2 separate regions of the Callithrix jacchus genome follow, and region 1 is linked to region 2. Evidence: chromatin contacts called from public Hi-C data. All regions are on one chromosome and are shown on one strand. Each heading gives the region's core, a stretch centred on a gene start, on an enhancer-like site or on the middle of the called end of the contact. The rest is flanking DNA. Distances are from core to core; before and after follow the strand shown. Region 1 overlaps NHEJ1 (non-homologous end joining factor 1). Region 2 holds the start of IHH (Indian hedgehog signaling molecule).

The links. A called contact is a pair of places that touch in the nucleus more often than the background predicts.
Region 1: a Hi-C map of induced pluripotent stem cells shows a contact between it and region 2, with 2.2 times the contacts expected there. The contact joins the enhancer-like site here to the promoter of IHH in region 2. A contact is called at or near these places in 3 of 3 Hi-C or Micro-C datasets (induced pluripotent stem cells and skeletal muscle).

Annotation. Positions count from the first base shown.
Region 1 is chr6:140,849,685-140,852,920 of calJac240_pri, reverse strand. The region is part of intron 5 of NHEJ1 (non-homologous end joining factor 1); the gene reads left to right. Among named protein-coding and RNA genes, the nearest start is that of IHH, 52 kb to the right of the region's middle. Within about 2 kb of position 1,735, at least 3 of the 16 cell types and tissues checked have an H3K27ac peak or open chromatin away from gene starts, as enhancers often do.
Region 2 is chr6:140,797,790-140,800,876 of calJac240_pri, reverse strand. IHH (Indian hedgehog signaling molecule) reads left to right here and starts at 1,537. Exons shown (of 3, transcript XM_002749801.7): 1 at 1,537-2,305. The coding sequence starts at 1,991.

The sequences.
Region 1 (3,236 bases), core at 486-2,985, 52 kb before region 2:
CCTGTTATCTTGCAACAGGAGAAGGTTCTAGGTGTGTGCCCTTAGGAGACTTTTAACAAGTTCAAGGCAAGGTCAAACTCTCCTTTCTGGCCCCTGACTTTGTTTCTGGAGAGACTGTAGTTTCTTGGCCAGTTTGGAGTGTAAAAGTGCAGTTTAGCTGGGATAGAATTAATAATAATGATGATTTATATATGTGTGATATTTATGATTGGTCCTAGTCTTTGTGAATTAGGACAATATTTTTGTATTCTTATCCCTATTTTTATAGATGAGGAAACTGGGGGTCCTTGAGTTTCCAGAGGTAACATAGCAAGTAAGCAACAGAGCCAAAACTCAAACCAGGTCAGTTTAAATTGTTCCATTCGGTTACTTAAATTGGTCACCTGGTCTTCTGCCTTATGACTCTTGCTTTGACCAAGGGCCAGGGTTCAAAAGGATAAGCTCCCCAATGCTCTCGCCATTTAGTTACAATCTCTATTATACTTCTCATTCCTTTTAGCAATTTTTTTCTCTCTGAAGCTTTCTTTTTCCTCTCTATTCCTATTTCTCTGACCCCCACTTTCAGAGACTACCTTATTTGCTTTCCTAGAAATTCCCCTTTTAAGGCTTTTGGGAACTTTGACCTACCAATAGTAAGTACATTTAAGAGAGTGTTTAAAATGTCTCCTGCCCCTCTCATTCATCCCCCACCCCTAAAATGTGGCCTCGCCCCATCCTGCCATGATGCTGGCCAAGCGCGTGGGGCAGCTGTGGTCAGTCCCATTTATAAAGCTGGTAAATATGGGACCGGTTTCTGTCCCCTCCAAAGGTCAATATTTGTACAGAGTTTAATTTTAACTTAACAAGCAGTTGTTTTCTGCAGCTGCCCTGGTGTGTTGTGTTGTGTGTGCTTTCCTTTCCCCTTCCTTCCCACTGACTGTATGCGTCTCTGTGTGTGTGTGTGTATGTGTCTGCGTTCACACATTCACACTGTAGACTTAGTTCTGGTCTTCAGAACCTGCAGCTCACTGGCTTGGCCACACTGGCTTATGAAAGACATTTGGGGCTTAAGGGATCTAGATAAGGGCAGTAGGCCTAGCGTGTGGGATAACTAGACTTTTTCTAGGGGTCAGGGGACAGAGAACACTGTTTAGTATTCTATAATGCTAATATCATCACCCTATCTTCCCCTTGCCGGGGAGTTTCTAGGGTGCAGGATTTGAGAGGTGGTCCCCTTTTTTAAAAGCTATACCATAGCCCTACTTTGCCTTTTAAGGAGTGTTTACCCCTTATCCAAGAAACCTGGATTCTAATTTTGTCATTTGTCTTTTGAGTAAATGAGGAGAATGGGTGAGATGAATCTGACTTCCGCCTTTTAGTAGTCTGTGCTTTTATGAATAATAGAACATTGGAATGGGTATCAAGAGCAAATTCTATTTCAGTTCTAAAATCATCTTTAAAATGATTTTCCCCCCTCTGGTCCTTAGTTAAGGAGTATGACCTTTGTTCCTTACAAGGATTTTGTCAGGATGGATGATATTTTATTTAAAGGAACTTTGAGCTGTTTCAGTAAAGAGAAATACTTTAACACTAAGCTCATCTTATCTACTCATGTCCCTTTTCACCGAGCTATTTAAGTGCTTTCTGCTTGTGAGCATGTCCCGGGCTTGGACAGTTCAGTCCAACATGCAGTCAGCCCAGACTCCTCAGAGCCAAAGGATCTGAAATGGAGGAGGAGCACTGTGATGAACAGTAGCATATGGACTCCAGCCGTGCCGGCCACCTTCCTGTTCCTTGAACATCTGAGACCGGTGCCCCACCTCAGGACCTTCTCACTTGCTGTTCCCTCTGCTAAGAATGGTCTTTCCCAGTTATCTGCGTGATTAATTCCTTCACTTCCTTCAGGTCTTTTTTCAAGTGCTACCTTCTAATTGAGGACTTCCCGGCCACCCCATCTAAAATTTCAGCCCCACCTCCACCCCCACCCCACCAGCACTTCAGCACTTTCTGTCTCTGTCCCTGCTGTATTTTTCCCCATAGCACTTGTCATAACCCAGTATACCATAGATTCTACTTTTTTTCTTTTTCTTTTTCTTTTAGACAGGGTCTCACTCTGTTGCTCAGACTGGAGTACAGTGGTGCAATCACAGCTCACTGCAGCCTCGATCTCCTGGCATTCAAGTGATCCTCTCACCTTAGCCTCGAGAGTAGTTGGGACTACAGGTGCACCTTACCATGCCTGGCTAATTTTTGTATTTTTTTGATAGAGACGGGGTTTTTCCACATTGCCTAGGCTGGTTTCGAATTTCTGGGCTCAAGCAATCCTCTTGCCTTGGCATCCCAAAGTGCTGGGATTACAGGGTGCAGTGGGTACCCCCTAGATTCTACTTTTTAACTACGTTGATTTTACCCCTGTGAAGACATAAATTCTCAATGAGGACAGGGATTTTTGTCTGTGTGTTCATTGCTATCTCTCCAGTGTCAGTAGAACAATGCTTGGCACATGTAAGCTCTCAAAATGTATTTGCTGAATACATGGAAGGAAGGAAGGGAGGGAAGGAAAAGTAGGCTCTTTAAGCTCATGATTCTTCATAGGGGGTACATACCCAATAGGGGAGATGGTTAGAATTATTTAGAAGCCTTTTCAAACTATACCCTTACTAAAAAATTTTTTGATTTTTTTGCACATATCAAAAAACTACCCCAAGATAGTTAAAAATTATTGTGTAATATACCATTGTTACTGAGGAAAATCTGTGGTATGCCTCTTGTGTGTTAGGTGGAAAAAAAAGTTGAGAACCACTGTCTTAGGCAGTCTGACAGGGCCTGTTTCCTCCCAGCCTATGAATTGCCAGCAGTCCTGAGGTCTAGGAGGAGATCTGATGTTTTCTCTCCTTTCTCACCTTTCCGTACCTCATATATGGGTTCTGTACCAACCCATGCCTCCTTGCCCCTCCCCTTTCCTTTATTCTCTGCCAGACACCAGCCCGCCTCCAGCACACAGAGTCTGCCTGCATTGTGAATGGTTGTAGTTGAGACACAGAGAGCCCTTGATGCAGCAAGCGCTTCTTGTGACATCAGCTCTGTGGCTTTAGGGGGAAGGCTGTGGCTCCGGGTCCCCAAGGGAGGGGGCTGTTTTTCTCTTCTTGATCCTTCACGTTGGTGCCCGTCTGACTTATAAACTTTAATGGCCAGTTTTAAAGGTTACTGCCATGGGGCACCTTTGTTGCCAGTTTTAGTTTTTTAATTTGGAAACT
Region 2 (3,087 bases), core at 288-2,787:
CAGGAGAATCACTTGAACCTGGGAGGCAGAGGTTGCAGTGAGCCAAGATCGTGCCACTCCAGCCTGGCGACAGATCGAGACTCTGTCTCATACATACATACATACATAAAACTGATCCAGAGAGTGTGAGTAAATCTGTGAACAGCTGCTTCAGCCCCAAACCCAGGAGGAGCTGTGTGGCTTTGTCCGGCACAGAGGGACCCATGCACCTGCAGAGGCGAAAACGGGCTGGGCCAGAGCCATGGGCTTCAATCCCTGCTTCCCAGCCATGTGCATGTTGCTTATCTCCTCTGAACTTCAATATCTTCATTTGTAAAATGTGCACAGTAATAGCTCCTTTGGCCATTGTGAGTTTAAATTAGATAATGCAAGTAGAACACTTAGTATAATAGTATCTAGTAACTCCCATGTTCAGGAATGTAAGTACAATAAAATGATACCTATTCTATTAATAGAATTGGAGTGAGAATTTTTAAGCCTTTTTATGTCTCATCTTTTCATTTCTACCTTTATTGGATTTGTAGAACATACTACAGTCAAATCATGTAGTTTAGTGGTGTGGTGGTGATGTTGTTTGTTTGCTTTTAACACACTTGCTTTTACTTGTTTTGGCACAAGGGATCCTAATTCATTCAGCTTTCCTGAATGTTATATTGAAACACATAACACTTGTTCACGTCCCTAGTTGCTTCTACATATTCTCTGCTCTTTTAAATGTGTAATGTAGAGTACTTATTACACAAGTAATTATTTAGCAGTTCTGGTGGCTTTGCACGATTTGGGCATTCATGGCAAGCCTCCCTTACTGAGATCTTTGCTGCCCCTTTTTAATATGGTCAGTCTGGGTTCCTTGGTATTCTGCTTGATGCCACCATTTTAGCTACTCTTCTCTATATTGACCTACCCCTTTGCAACTTCTTATTGTTGGTTTTAGCAGTGTTTCCAACTTAAAACCCCTATTTGACTCCCCACCCCCAGTTTGACACCGACAGGCAGGCTGTGGGATGTGCACCGGGTTGATACAGAACCCAGCTCCACCAAGCAGAGAGGGCGCGTCGCCTGGCCAGGGTGGGGACCAGGTTATGAGCGGCCTCCTGCCTTTTGGGTTGGCTTCCCCGCAGGGGACACCGTAGGCGGCTGTGCGGTCCGGCCACTGCCCCCCGCCCCTCGCGTCCGGCCGCGCCGTGGGTTGCGGTCTCCGTGGGGGTGGCAGGTCCTGTCCGGGAGGTTTGAGCCTGGCGGGGCACCCCAGAGCCGCGAGGAGCCGGTAGGCGAGGCCAGGGCGGGGTGCGGCGCGTCCAGGCGGGGAGGGCAAACTCGGGCAGCGCAGGGGGCGCAGAGGGCAGCAGGCGGGCGGATGCGCGGCGGAGGCGCGAGCGGGACGAGGGCTGGCTAGTGCCGGGGCCGCCCGCCCGAGGGGGAGGAGGCTGTGCTGCCCTTGCTGCAGGTTCGCTGTTGAGCGCACAGGAGGCAGGGACATGGGTAGGGTGCGGTCTGCGCGGGGCCCGAGCCCGGATCTCTTCCATTTCCCCTCTCACTCGGCCCCGGGCTGCGCCGCAGACGGCAGCAGCTCCCGCTCTGCCCGAGCCGCGTGACCGCCGGGCCGGGGTGCTAACCGCGGGGCCCTGCAGCCCGCCGGCCCGGCCAGCCCAGCCCAGCCCGGCGGCCCGCAGCCCCGCCACCCGCCGCCCCCCGCCGCCGCCGCGTTGCCAAAACAAACGGGCCGGCCTATTTATTGGCGGCCGGCAAGCCCGGCAGCTCAGAGTCGAGGCGCCGAGGGGGACAGCGCGCCGCCACCAGCTCGGGCCCCGGGCCCCCGCCCCGCACTTGAGTCCCGCCGGCCCTGGCCGCACCGCGCCGCCCATGGCGCCCCCCCTTGGAGCCCCCCGGAGCCACCCGTACGCCTGAGCCCCCGCAGAGCTCCCGTCGACGCGCCTACGCATCAGCCCACCAGGAGCCCTCGCCCGCCGCTCCCCCGGGCTCCCCGGCCATGTCTCTCGCCCGGCTCCGGCCCCGACTGCGCTTCTGCCTGCTCCTGCTGCTGCTGCTGGTGGTGCCGGCGGCATGGGGCTGCGGGCCGGGCCGGGTGGTGGGCAGCCGCCGACGACCGCCGCGCAAACTCGTGCCGCTCGCCTACAAGCAGTTCAGCCCCAACGTGCCCGAGAAGACCCTGGGGGCCAGCGGGCGCTATGAAGGCAAGATCGCGCGCAGCTCCGAGCGCTTCAAGGAGCTCACCCCCAATTACAATCCAGACATCATCTTCAAGGACGAAGAGAATACAGGCGCCGACCGCCTCATGACCCAGGTGAGCGCGATCCACCCTACCAGCGCGCCGCCGCCGAAGCACCGCCACCTGCCCGGCCCTACCCGCCCCCTGGCACCTTTTCTCAACTGCCTGGCACGCCCCCTGGCACCTGCCCTTCTCGCCAAGCCCCGCGGCCTCCTGCCCAAAATGGGCTGGCCAGGGGTCCGGGCAGGAGTGTCGGCCCCCAAGCCCGGCGGAGACTGCTGGAAGAGCTCCGCGCTGCCAAGCCCCAGAGCCCAGCAGGTTGGCGGCTGCTGCTCTGCCCCAGAGTAGTGGCAGCTCAGCCAGACGCGGCACCCGGAGGTACGCCTACCCGGCTGCCTCCTGCGCCTCTGGGACCCACGGAGTCCCTCCCTGCCTAACCTTCTGCACAGCTGTGCCCCTTTCCTTTTGAAACCTTTCGGCACCCCTGACGCAGACTCTCTGGGTGCGTAGGGCACCACGGCCTTTCCTCCCTTTGCGCTCTTGGTTCTGCGCGCTACCCACTCCAGGAGCAGCGTCCCAGCTGGGTCTGGGACTAAGAACAGCGAGGAAGAGTTGAATGGGGAGGCGGAGGTGGGAAAGGGAACCCGCCCAGCGAGCCCACGTGTCTGTTTGGAGAGCTGAGGGGTGCTACTGCGGTGGAAGGGTGGGTTATTGGGGCCTTGATGCTGTGGGACTGAGCTTAGGGGATTCCTGCGCTTGGTGGTGGGGACGGGAAGGGGTGGAAGAGAGGAGCTGAGATGCCGTGGGAGGTAGGAAACAGGGCTGATGCTAGTCCCTGCATGCTGGGAGCAAGACCT